Linked DNA regions of Danio rerio: region 1 is linked to region 2. The links are chromatin contacts, called in public Hi-C maps. All regions are on one chromosome and are shown on one strand. Each heading gives the region's core, a stretch centred on a gene start, on an enhancer-like site or on the middle of the called end of the contact. The rest is flanking DNA. Distances are from core to core; before and after follow the strand shown. Region 1 holds the start of LOC100535882. Region 2 has its middle 33 kb from the start of tbrg1.

Region 1 (6,791 bases), core at 148-2,647, 130 kb before region 2:
TACGCACACTTTCAGCCTTGTGAAGTTGAGTTTAAAAAAAGCTTGTTCAAAATTCACGTAGCCTAATAAGTTTATACAATTTGTTTAGTTTTAAGATCTGTAAGCGGACACACTTAAATAAGAAGAGAAACATTTTTTTTTCCATCGTGATCTGAACAAATGTCAATTCCACCACAACTCAATATTCAGTCAAACATTGTCTAAGATCTTTTTTGTATGTAGTTTAACCAACCTTTCTACAATATATACAATAATTATGCGTTTGTCAATGATATAAATTAGATGTATGCTGAATTGTACACTTGTTACACTAAAATGTAGGATTAAATTGGTTAAGAGCTTTTTAGAAAATAAATAAACTGAATTTGTATATTAAATAGAGCATGAACTTATACATTGTGAATACATTTTTAACGTGTGATGAGAACTTTTCAAATATATTTTTAAAAATGTGTGTGGTGGTGGAAATGACAGTGGTGGAAATGACATTTGAACAGTTTATTGTGAGAAATAGCTTCAAGGATTAGCTTTGAATTGATACTAGCCTTTCATGTATACAAAACAATCTTATTTACCTTAATTTTGTTTGGTTTTTAAAAACATCTCTGAAGGTACAGCATGTTTGGAAATGACGTAGAATAAATGTATTTCCTTATCAAGCAATATTTATTTAGATTTTTCTTCAAGTGTTATTGCTACAAATTTTAATTCCCTCCATCTTAAACAATAGTGATGACACTAATCATTTTCATAGAAACCACCTAAATAATCTTTCACACAAACTTTTTAAAGCGACTACAGTGTTGTGGTGGAAATATATAATACTGTGCGACAGCTATGTTTTGTATAAAAACAATATTGATAATAGTCTCACATTAATAAGTATAAAATATTTAAATTATTTCACAAGTGCTTAATTAAGATACAATAATAGATACCAGATAAATAACATTTTAAAATGATATTTTAATTGTTGAAGTTTTTAAACTCTGGATGTGTGAGGCGAAAACAGTAATTTTGACACCTAAAAGGAGGTTGAATAATACGAAAAACATATAACAGAAAGCTAGTACATTTAAAAAAAAATAGGCTAGGTTTTATTGTTAGTTTGACAAAGAAAGAGAAATTTGAACAAAATTATAGCCTTTATATTTTGGATATATGAGTGTCTGTATTTGAAGAATTACCCATTTGTGAAACTGGTCGGGGTGTAGCAGCACTCTTAACACTAACAAACTCCAAAAATACGCCTGGATACGTGGATAGATTTTACATTTCTAAATACGTAGCCTCACAGAAAATCGGGTATTATTTTCAAGATAGGTGACGGATATACCCATGCGGAGGACACACCCTCTACTGGCAACTTTAACCGCTACAGCTTCCCAGGCGATGCGCAGTCTTGCTCTTGCAGCGCTTTGCTTTGAGAGCACAGCCTATCCGGTTGACGCGAGAGTAAAGAAGTGCTTTCAGTCACTGGGAAAGTAAATGGGATGAAAGCTCAAGTCTATAGGTCAGCAGGTCTAACATACAAAGCCTCTTAACTGCAGCAGGTGGAAGGAGGAAGAGCAAGAGGAGGAGGAGGCGCCCTGGACTCCGCGCGGAGTGTGGAAAGACCTTGGTGGTCTTACTTACCTGAGTGAGCATCATTCATATGCCCGTTTTCACGCCGTGTCTTCATGATGGACAGATGGACAGTGTAAAGAAAGCGTCACCAAGCAAGACAAGGCTGATCAGCGCGCACAGGACAAGTGCGCAAATGTCAGCTATGAGATTGGATAGAGACCGAAAGAGTTGGCACTCTTGGGAAAGCTCGAGTTCGGACAGAAGGAGTGCTGTTAGGGCAATGATAAGGGATGTAAAGCGCGGACTACACTGGACTGTGATTTGCCTGTTCTCGCTTGCGCTGCGCCCGCAGGTAAGCCGCTGATTACGCGCTATTTTCAGCCGCCGTTTAACCTGCTTTGACTTTTTCAGGGGTGTTTTCTACACAGAGCTCTCCGTAGACGATTTTCAGCGCTGTTTCTTGTTACTTTAGAACTATTTGCAAGAGATATGGATTATAAATGTGGTTTTCGGAGTGACTTTTAAGGAGCACAACTTTTCAAACGCGTCAGTGATTTTCTGGGCGCAGTCCTAGTTTGAGGTTCACATCGCTCAATCGTTCTCTGCCCCAGATAACTACTTCAGCTATTTTTAACAAAAGACCACCCCAGTGTCCTGCAAAATCCACAATAACGCATAATATCAATAATTATGTTTTTTTATTATGTACTCCCGACAAATTAAGACGATATTGCAGCTGTTGCCATGGTTACCTCCTCACGCAAAGGTGATTTGTGTTCGCGGGCAAACGCACCTGGAGATCTCGTTAACTCAAACTTTGTTTGTTAGAATCATATCCAGAGCGAAAACATATTTTAAAGGCACCCATCATCTCCTTTCAACCCCCATTTAGGACTTTGAATTACGGGTGTCGAACCCCCACATTAGTCTGTTTGGGAGCCACCTGTTGTTCCATCATCATCTTTCTTTGTTACGTGCTGCACTTGTCGCTCTTTTGGGCGGGTTGCCTCGTTCTTCATGCAGATATTTAATCGTCATGCTTAGGTGGCTCACATATCAGGCACACAAGGAATGTGGTATTGCAAATGTGTTAAGACTATGTAACAAGATACATTCTAAATAAATCTCATATCAGCTCAACTGGTTTATTTGCACATGAAAGCATCATTTTGCTTCAGTAGTAAAATGAGGGTATTGCAGTGTTTTTCTGTTTAGAGCGGGGCTTATTTTTAATTTCATTATGTTTACATCAGGCAGTAAAGTAGCGGCCATGGAGATTTTATAAAGAGAAATTGGTCTCTTTGTGGGCTTGTGATTTTGTCTTTGTTTGCATTCCCAGAAAAACATTCACTGACTCTAATTATGCTGATCCATCAGTACCACCCAAATGGCTTAGCTGTATTTAGAGAACACATATCATTGCTTTATTTTCAAAACATGAATCTCTCTTGAAATAGAAGCCTATTCAATTTGAAACCAATTGGCATCAAAGCTGTTTCTGAATCTCCTCCTAGTGCTACATAACCCGACGCAGCCACCTATTACTGCAGGCTGTGAGTTTGGGCCGATGTTGTTGGTCTACGGTGGGTCAGACACCTCACCTGCTGTGGAGGGCAGATCCTGCCTATGAGGAGCCTTTGAGCTCAGAAGCCTCATGTGTGTTCTGGCCTGTTACTGCTGCATGAGCATACCTGTCTTGACTCTGAGGGCGTGTGAAAAATGCTTATATTTTGGTTCTGCAGTTTTTGCGGCATGAACTTTGGTTTTTGAACACTTTGATGATTCTTGGAAAACCGAAGGCCTCTTTTCACTCAGTATGTTTACAAAAATTGTCCAGTTCTGGAGAGAGGAAGGTTTATTGGTTTTATGTTGTCAGGTGAGATGAGGAAGGGAAGTAATGAATGGTTTTGTATTGTTGGTTGGCCTATAAATCACTGGGCTGTGAAGGAAATGCCACCTGATCTACTGGGTGTTTATGTCTTGTAAACACTTGTATTTATCTGTTTGATCATTAATGTTGCTTTCTGCATATTTTATGTTAAATATTATGTATTACCTAATGTGACACTGACGAAAGCACTCAAAGACATGTTACAGCAGATCACAAGCACATCATAAAAAATACAAGTATTAAAATAACAATTAACATAAACCACAAATCGTTAAAAGCTATCCTAAACAAAAACATTTTTATCTGAGATTTAAAATTGGATATAGAGTCCACCTGGCGAATGTGCAAAGGCAGTTTGATTTTATTTCAACTTATTAAATAAATTAATGAGTGAGGACCTTCTTTGGTACGTGTCAATTGGTATAATTAACCAGACTTATCCAGAAGAGCACATTGATGTATATTTGATTGTTTTACCTAATGTAACTTGAAAGTAGTGAAGATGTTTTAGTTATTGCTCGCTAAAAGGTGAATAAAAATGTAGATTTGTTTAAAATTGTAATTGCAATATTAAATAATTATTTATTAATGTATGATTATTTATAAATTTTACAGCAATGTCTGTTAAGCCTAAAACACAACCCAATGCAGGTAAATATCTAAATACAGGCATTTTGTCCTATTAATACTTTTACTATTATACTGTTGATGAAAAATATGGGGTTGGTACAGTTTTTAAATGTCTCTCATTTCTACCAAGAAGCTTAAATTAATAAAAAAAAAATGCAATAATACTGAATATTATAATAAAATCGGGAAAAAAAATCCCTGTGATGATATTCAAAGACAGGCACCGGATCCTTCTTAAATTCTAATTTATGATGATGAAACATTTCAGTTGTGCTACTTAACATGGGAATGGTGACACCGTTTTTTTGTCAGGATGTGAAGTTCAAAAGAACACCTTGTAACATGATATAATTTTTTATGTTAGTTTTGTAAATGTAATTTATCAATGCTTTAAGAATTGCTAATATTATTTTTTTATAGTGGCCAAGGGAGCTTAAACGCGCTGCAAGTAAAAAACAAACAAACACATGCAAATAAAAAAACAAGGACACATTGAGAAAACATCTTCATCAATTGGACAGCACAAGCTCACACATACAGAAACATGCTGCAAATAGCACAGACCACAATAGAAATTTGTTCGGGGACCAAAAAAAGAGATGAACCTGGTGAATCCTTTAGCTAATTTTAACATCCGAATTATACAGTACGATTTCTTGTTGCTTGTATATTATGTAATATAATATAATGAACGTAGGTGGCACAGTGGTTAGCACTGTCGCCTCACAGCAAGAAGGTTGCTGGTTCGAATCCAGGCTGGGCTAGTTGGCATTTTTGTGTGGAGCTTGCATGTTCTACCTGTGTTCGTGTGGGTTTCCTCCGAGTGCTCCCGTTTTCCCCACAGTCCAAAGAGATGTGGTATAGGTAAATTGAATAAACTAAAATGCCCCTAGTGTATGAGTGTGTATGGATGTTTCCCAGTACTGGGTTGAGGCTGTAAGGGCACCCGTTGCGTAAAACATATGCTGGAATACTTAGGGGTTCATGGCGGAATAGAGACTTTAAGGCAGTCTTAAAAGCATTGAAAAAGTCTCAAATTTGATCATCTCAAATTAAGGCCTTAATAGCCTAGAATCTGGTAAGCAGTCTTGGATTTTATTACAAAGGTCTTATTTTATTTATTTATTTATTTTTGCCTTTCCTCGAATTAAGTTACAAGTAACAAAATTAACTGTTACTAATGTAGGCTACATAAAAATTCATGCAGCGTAACGTTGAGTGCATCTCTCACTCCACATCATAGCAGAAAACGCTAAATTGTGCGCACCCATTACTATGATTACTAGGTAAGTGAGGTACAGAACAAGATAGTCGCTAGCCTAGCTTGTCGGCTGAAATTGTGTTGGATAAAATTGATAAAAGTGTCAGTTTAATCCGCTGTGGCCAAGAAAACCGAATTACGCTTGGGTCAAGCCTGTGCCAGTAAATGACCGCAGCGCCTACTGCTGTTGGTGCTGGAAATCTTTTAAGCTAGCGATGATTGGTGTTATGGCCCTGGACTTCTATATGAGGGGTGCCAAACACACCGCGTGTAGTACTGCTCGTCAGCGCCAACCACCTAATGTGCAGTTCTGTGCTATCAGTTTTAAAGAAAATTCTACATTAGAAGCATTGCCACCACAGCCAAGGGACATCTTATCTTACTGTGGCTCAACACCAACTCTGCGGGCAGAAGTGATGTTGGTATTTAAAACAATCTCTGAACACCACTCTTACACATCGAATGAGAACATTACAGAGGTTTTCAAAACCATGTTTCCTAACTCAGAGGTTGCAGCTATTCTCATGTGGAAGCAACAAAAGTGCATATATTAATAAATTCGGATTAGCTCATTTTATAACTAAAGATCTGACTGACCAGGCCAATGAGGCTAACGGATTTGTGGTCAAGTTTGACGAGAGTCTCAATAGGATGACGAAATGTAAGCAGTTGGACCTTTATATTCGCTACTGGGTGGACGACCACGATGTTGCATATGTATAAAATATTACTGATGATTGAAATAAAATGCTTTATTTAATTTAAGTAGCCGACTTGTACATATTTATTTTTGAGGGTTTAAATTTTATACAGATTTCACATTTTCCCCTCATACTTCAGTCGTAATGGGTAAAAAAGTTGCCATTAAATTTCATTTGAAATGGTATTAAAAAGGTCTTAAAAAGCCTTAAATTTAATTTGGAGGATCCCGGTGGGTACCCTGAAAGACTATTCATTCATGAGACTGAATAAATGTATATTTTGTATACTTTTAGCCCTAATAATCTCTTAGATCAGAGAACAAAATAAGAACCAGCCAGGTTCATCACTTTTTGGGGTCCCTCAATGTTTTCCTTTGTGGGCTGCCCTTTTTGCAGTGCATTTATTTTTTGTGTACAGATTGAATGACTATTTGCAGTGTTTCTCAAACCCCTTAGAGCCTTCTTTAGTGTGAAGACATACATATTAATTCAGTTTATTCTAAGTGATTCTAAGCCTATTTCAAAAAGTATTAGTACAAAACAGTAGGCTATTTATTTTATTTGTTGACATTGTATGCTTTTGATGGTGGGCTTTAATATGGAGAATACATAACACATAATGCAACATGCTGTGATGTAGATTCCCAGTGGGTTATATTTAAATTACGTGCATCAGGGAGCCGCTATTAATATGCAGGAGACTCCCAGACTTTCCAGGAGAGGTGGAATGTCTGTCATCTTA
Region 2 (7,291 bases), core at 4,737-7,236:
AAGCTGGATTTATGCTTTCATCTGGTGCTGCATCGCGCATCTCCGCTGACCGCACATCGCAAAATGGACGAGGCTTTTATACTTGCTGTGTTCGCTGTTGTGATGTTCTTTACAACGACAGGGGGGCAGTCAAAAGAAACCCACCGTAAAATCAGACGGATAAACTGAAAAGTTGAAAGTTTCCGGAACTACGTCATATCATTAATATCATTCAGCATTTTTAAACGACTTATTTTTAAAGTTATTTTAATGATTATAAGGATTTTTATAATTATTCAAGATTTTTTTTAATCAAACTTTGATGCATCACTTGATTTTGTTCACATCTCGGACAGTTTTACCTTTAAAAGTTTATTAAAATAGTAATGACAAGAAAAAGAGTTGCTCTACAAATATATTTTTATTATGGCAAGAATAAAATCAACAAAAAAAGTACACTTACTAAAAATACAGGTGTTTATTAGAGCCCGCTCCACAGTCCACACATTACTGTCTGGCTAATTTCTGTCCTCTTCTTATGCTAAAAAGGCAATAATAGTCCAACATGCCTGACAATTATCACCAATAAAACCTAGAAAAACAGGGCATCAATATATTTTAAACTGATAAGTCAGTGTTAAACCTATGAATGATGGAAAAACAGATTCTGTAACTGTGTACCCGGGTCTCCACTTTTGCCATGATCTCTTTTGGTTTTAACAAACTTATCCTTCAGGTTTTCCCAAACCTTTTAACAAAAACTTTGTCCTTTCCCACGACTGTTGCAGTTTCTAGCCAAGAATTATTGATCATTAGTTTATTTCTATGATCAGGGATCATAAAGATGTCTGTACAGTCGTACTGCTTCAGACAAAATCTCTTCAGAGTGTTTCATATTCAACTCAAATCAAACAGGGCGCCGTGTCTCAAAAAAAAAAAAAAAAAAACATGCGCACTGCCAGCCGAAACTATGTCGCGCACACCCAAAGCGAACATCATGAAACTCCGCGATGGCATTACATTCGCTGCGCGCAAATCAAGCAAACAAGCGGACGTGTCGAGTTTAAACCAGTCTTACCTTGTCAAACTCAGTTCCTGCAGGGCCACAGCTCTGCTTCATTTACTTCTAACTCTAATAAAGTACACCTGATCAAACTATTTGAGTCCTTCAGTCTTGTTTGAAACCTACAGGTAAGTGTGTTGGAGCAGGGTTGGAACTGAACTCTGCAGGAACTGAGTTTGACAGACCGGGGTTAGGGCTTTGAGCCCTTCTAAATGAAACACAGTGTTAGGTTTCAATAGTTGTGCAAATCGTGATTTTATTTTCAAATTTGTATTCAAATACACAAGAATCAGATCATCATTCTTATAATTCAATTGAAGAATATACATTCTTTATAGAAGCCAATGGTTCAGTGAATCCATGTAATTAACCCCAAAGCCATTTTTAACACACATTTTACACCTCTTGAGAGATAATTTTGAGCCCTGTCAGGTCAAAAATGAGTTTGAAAGAAGAGCAAGTGTTATTAAGGCCAGTAGTTCAACATCTTTGAATACTGAATATTTAATTGTGTTCTATTGTGTTTACACTTGTGCCCTATATATTCGTACACATTTGTTTGATTGTTTGAAGAGTGTGTGTGTTTGTGAGCATGTAAGTGTTAATGTGTGACTGTTAACGTATTTGTGGATGGTTTGCCATAAATTTCCACAAAGCCATCCACATTACTGCAACTCCCTGACTTTTTGATACACAAGTAAAACAGTATATCTGTGTCTGTGATTGATATTTGAAGGACTCGTGGAGAAAGATAGCAGCGCTGACTGATAAAGTGCCAGGCGACATCTTTAATTATCTTGCTAATTATTGCCCGTCGTGTTGGAGATGTAAAAGATGTATGATTTTTATAATTTTTGGATGTATATAGTGCTGCTGTACATATTTTGTACATATCAATTTTTGCCATTTTTTTTGTACGCCGACTTCTTGCAAAACGATGCCATTTTTATTTCCTGTTCTCACTCTTTTCAATATTTGCCGCAGGATTGAAATGTAATTAAAGTGCATTTATCAACCAAAACGTGTTTTCGTGAGCGATCATTAAAGGAATTGGTTTAACAGGGTGTGTGTTCAGTAATCTTGTTCACTGACTCTTCCTTATTGTCTAATTGCCTTTTGGTAAGCTGAGAGAAATGAATAAACTATCTGGGACCTCGTTTATAAAATGTTGAGCAGAATTTGTGCTAAATTGGTTCATTTATAAGATCATTTCACAAATGTGCGAAAGTGTGATTCGGAGAAACCGAATGTGTGCACACATAAACCTGTGCTTATGCCACTCTTCCAAATGTGACGTTATGTTTGCGTCCGAAAATGCAAATTAGATTGATGCACAAAACTGGAACACAGCATAAAACGTGTCCATCCAATGAAATAGAATTGAAATAAAGTTAATAATGAAAAAGAAACTTTTGCTAAGCCATTTTATAATGACAACATTTCAGATGCTTGGTCAGATTGCTGGTTTGTCCATTAATATCGTCCTATCTTGCCTACTTTGCTGTCACATGACTTTAAAATTACATTGTTTATGTGTATGTTGGAATTTATTCAGCAAATGTCTTTCCGTAGTAGTATCATTCATTCATTTATTTTCTTGTCGGCTTAGTCCCAACATTAATCTGGGGTCGCCACAGCGGAATGAACCATTAACTTATCCTACACGTTTTTACGCAGCGAACGCCTTACCAGCCGCAACCTATCTCTGGGAAACATCCATTCCACACACTCATACACTACGGACAATTTAGCCTACCCAATTCACCTGCACCGCATGTCTTTGGACTGTGGGGGAAACCAGAGCACCCCGAAGAAACCCACAATGCAGGGAGAATATGCAAACTCCACACAGAAACGCCAACTGAACGGAGGTTCGAATCAGCGACATTCTTGCTGTTAGGTGACAGCACTACCTACTGCACCACTGCATCGCCCCTCCTTAGTAGTTTATGAACATTTTTTTTCCAATCAGCTGTGCGCATCAATTTTTAATGCTCTTTTTCGCATGGTGGCATAGTGGGTAGCTCTTACAGCAAGAAGGTCATTGGTTTGAGTCTTAGCTGGGTCAGTAGGTATTTCTGTGTGGAGTTTGCATGTACTCCCTGTGTTTGTGTTTCCTCCAGCCTGATCTCACGAGGAAACATTATACATAAGTATTTTACATTTTGTCAGTTTAGTGGCTAATTCGTACTAGTTCAGTACGAGTACTATTTTAAAAAAGAGACGTGGCACCCATTCCCACCTCTAACCCTAACCGTCATTGGGTGATGAGTAAATCGTACTAAATTGTATGAATTAGATTAGACAAATTAATACGAATTAGCCATTGAATCAAAAAGTTACGAATTGTTGTGAGATTGCGTTGGTTTCTTCCAGGTGCTCAGGTTTCCCTCACAGTCCAAAGACATGTGCTATGGGATAATTGGGTAAGCTAAATTGTCCGTAGTGTATGCGTGTATGTTTTAGTCTTCCAGGTTGAGGGTTGAGCGTTGGACTAACAACCCACCTTGTAAAAATTAGATGTTCGATGTCAACATGGTGAGGCTAAATATCAACTTCGATATACACAGCCCTGGTAATACCGTTTTTACAAATTTACGTGGACTGAACATAAAACAATCAAGTTGTCTCAAACAAAACTCAAGATTTGTGAATTGATTCAGCTCATTTTAAATTAGTTTGAACAAGCAGCAAAAAAATTATTATTTTTTTTTTTACATATACTCTCCCTCGTGTGGTTTCTTTCTTCTGTTGAACACAAAAGATGATCTGTTGCTGCCTGACTATATTCAATGAAGAAAAATATACTGAAGTTTTTTCCTTTCCAAATTTACAGCAGTTATGTACAATTAAAACTTGACAAAGTACTCTATTTTGGTTTAATTTCTGTACCAATTACACAATGCTTGCTGCTTGTTCAAACTATTTATTTAAAATGAACGGGAAACAATTATCAGTTTTTAGCAGTCAGAAACAACCTCCTGCTCTCCCTCATGAAGCAAATACGGAAAAACTGAAACTGCAATTCATAGAAATTCTGCTGGTCCTGACTCCTGGCTCCATAATAGAGCAGCTTTCTATTGACCCGACTTTTAAAATGGCCAACATTACAACAGAAAAAAGGTGTTAACAGCCTGGTACTAAAAACAATTTTGGTTCATATAGCTAATATAACCTTGATGACACCTGTTATTTTTTTTATAACTCATCCGTTTCTTTATATTAGGTTATTTTAAGGGCATACTCACACGATGTACAGTTGCCTTGAACCGGGCCGAAGCACACTTGTCCCCCCTCCCGTCTCTCCCGATGGCCAGCACTCACATCACATTCTTGCCTGAGCACACTTACGTCATCGATGATAGGTATTAGGAGGTATGCTAAAGGTGCAGCTGTTGTGCAGTGAGGGGTTTGCGTCTTTAATAATCCACGACAGTTTGCGTTTATTGAACAGTAAGAATGATTAATAAATCCACATGAAAAAGTCCATTAAAAGTCACGTCTTGTCTTCAGTTTGGAGCTCAGTCGCACTTTGCACTCACACTACAAGCGTACCGCGCCTGAGCCTGTGCTTGGCACACTTCTTCCAACAGGGTCAGGGCCGGCCAAGTGAACCGTGCCTGAGCCAAATTCAGAGCACTCAGACTTCTCAAACAAACCGAGAAACAGGCCTAGGCACGGTTCGGAGAGCATAGTGTGAATACGCCCTAAGTCTGCATAATTAAGGTCGTGGACACTTGAGTGGTCTCGCTGGTTGCAGTCACTTCACCTCAGCTGATTCCGGCTGATTAGCCGCTGAACTCGGCATGTACATCGTATTTTTGTGTTGTTTTATGCGTCTTTACACAGTAAGTTGCCTTTTGGAATTTGCAATCCTACAATTATCAGATGATAAGGCCTGCTGTGTTCACTTATTTGTGCTCACAAACCTTTCACGTGAGGTAAATGATATACTTATACCATTTCTATAAATGTATTTGTTTTATTTAAGATCATTTATCATTTATAATTTTCTTTTGACCTGTAATGCACTCCAGAATCTGACAGATTGATTTGCTGTAGGCTATTAAACAGTCATCTGAAGCGTTGTCAAACAGTTTTGTGCCTTATTTCATAAATAGCCTTGCATTTACTAACACAGATTAGATTTGAAAGTAGTTGGAGTAATTCACATTTTCCTCCTCTTAAAAACATCATACGAACAATGTTCAGTGGCTCAATGTATTACAATAGTGTTTTTAAAGACTTAAGACTAAACATTGATACAATACACAACCAAGCACATGAGGTCAGAACACAAATGAGTCGCAGGTAATGAAGTATTAAGAGTTTCTCCCAAAGAGGCGTCTGTAGCTCTGCTCATCGCTCCACCTCTTACCCCTTGTTTGGTATTCTCGGTCGGTGCGATGATGCGCAAAAGAAATAGCGACGGTTGGCCACGCCTACTTGTAGCTTCTTTTGCGTTCTTCAGAAACCTATGGGTGACGTCACGGATACTACGTCCATATCTTTTATAGTCTATGGTTTTAGGGTGGCAACTTAATTATTTTACATTCAATGCACCTAAATTTTTAAAAACTACAGAGTAAACTTAATTCCTTCATGTTGTCCCATCACATTGATTGCGTGGAGCGCAGCATTTTAACAGTGTATCAGTATTTGTAATAACAAAACCAGAAAATGAAATACCTTTGAACCTAACTCTACAAACGTGTTAGAATTTGCTTTCAAATAACAATACCTGCACAGCACAGTGGAGTTGGCCAGGGTCAGAATGACTGCACTTTTCACAACAGTGAAAGTGAGTGAGAGGTCAGCAGAAAGTGAGAGTGCCAGACTCGTAGGTATGACAAATGTGAACTGTGACCTCTCACAGACAGGCAATGGGCGGATATAAATCTTGGCTTCCTGTTCCCACCCGTCCGTGAGGAAATGTAGGAAGTTCAGTCCTCTTAAAACACAGAAACGAGCCCAGTGTCATGGCGGCAGTGACCGTGATGAAGCTGAAGCCTCCCTCCCTCCACACCTGCTGGGTCTCAGGATACCCAGCCTTCCCCTCATTCACTGCATTGTGCTCAAGACCAGCAGGTCACACTCTGAATTAGTCTTTTTCCTGTCTTAGCTGTCAAATGTCTCTAATGTGAAGTCACAGTTGCTGAGGTGTTCTGCCCTTAAAAGGTTTGTTCACCAAAAATGAAAATAATGCTGTTAATTACACACCCTTATGCCGTTCCAATCACCTAAGGCATTTGTTCATCTTCAGAGCTCAAATGAAGTTATTTTGGTAACATTTTACTTGAAGGGGGTGTTCATATGACTGTCATGAAACCTTTATGTCATGAATTTGATTTAGATTGTGACAACTGTCATTAAGTGATCTGATCGTTCATATGAAATGCAAAGGTGACATTTGGGATGTCTCTTATGATAACTTGACATTGTAAAGGCTTGTCATAAAATCTTATCTTATAAAAAATAAGACTTGTAATAAATCTGTCATAAACATGATTGTAATGAGGACATTATAATTGTCATAAATTTTATAACGTCATCAATAATATTTTTTCTGAAATTTAATTTGTCATTAAAATGTCCTTTAAATTCAATATATATATATATATATATATATATATATATATATATATATATATATATATATATATATATATATATATATATATATATATATATATCAGGGGTGGCGAACCCGCGGCTCGCGAGCCGCTTGCGGCTCTTTTACTGCTCTTGTGCGGCTCAACCTCTCGCGCGATTTAACATACATTAACCAATTGACTGACGCCCCATTCACACGGGGCTTCTGCGTCTCTTTCTGCTTTTGTGCGGCTCAACCTCTTGTGCGATTTAACATACATTAACCAATTGACTAATGCCCCATTCACACGGGGCTTCAGCGTTGCTCGCTGCAGAAGCTGGGAGTAGCTCAACTTTTCAATTTCAAAAAATTTCAATTTCAATTTCAATCTGATTTTTCCAATCAGATCGCTGTATGCAAATACACCTGCTAGACAGTGGCCTATTGCTGACTGAATTTCATTTTCTGACGCTTCTATGACGATCGTTTCAACTCTAACTTCAGACACGCCTTCAGTCAAGGGTTGACACTGAAGCCCCGTGTGATTGGGGCGCAACACGAGTGACGTGCAGTTCGTTAATATCAATCGTCATGGCAGAGTCAGGAAAGCGTACATCTAAGCGTAAATACAAAGATGAGCGCAGAACATTTTTATC

The links. Hi-C and Micro-C count contacts between places; a contact is called where the count stands out from the background.
Region 1: a Hi-C map of hematopoietic stem cells shows a contact between it and region 2, with 4 times the contacts expected there. The contact joins the promoter of LOC100535882 here to the enhancer-like site in region 2. A contact is called at or near these places in 4 of 18 Hi-C or Micro-C datasets (caudal fin, embryo, hematopoietic stem cells and 1 more) and 1 of 4 datasets of contacts at active chromatin or transcription factors (caudal fin).

Annotation. Positions count from the first base shown.
Region 1 is chr18:38,303,395-38,310,185 of GRCz12tu, reverse strand. It overlaps LOC100535882, which reads left to right and starts at 1,397. Exons shown (of 14, transcript XM_003200473.7): 1 at 1,397-1,918. The coding sequence starts at 1,655.
Region 2 is chr18:38,178,821-38,186,111 of GRCz12tu, reverse strand. No RefSeq gene overlaps it. Among named protein-coding and RNA genes, the nearest start is that of tbrg1, 33 kb to the right of the region's middle. Within about 2 kb of position 5,986, at least 6 of the 62 cell types and tissues checked have an H3K27ac peak or open chromatin away from gene starts, as enhancers often do.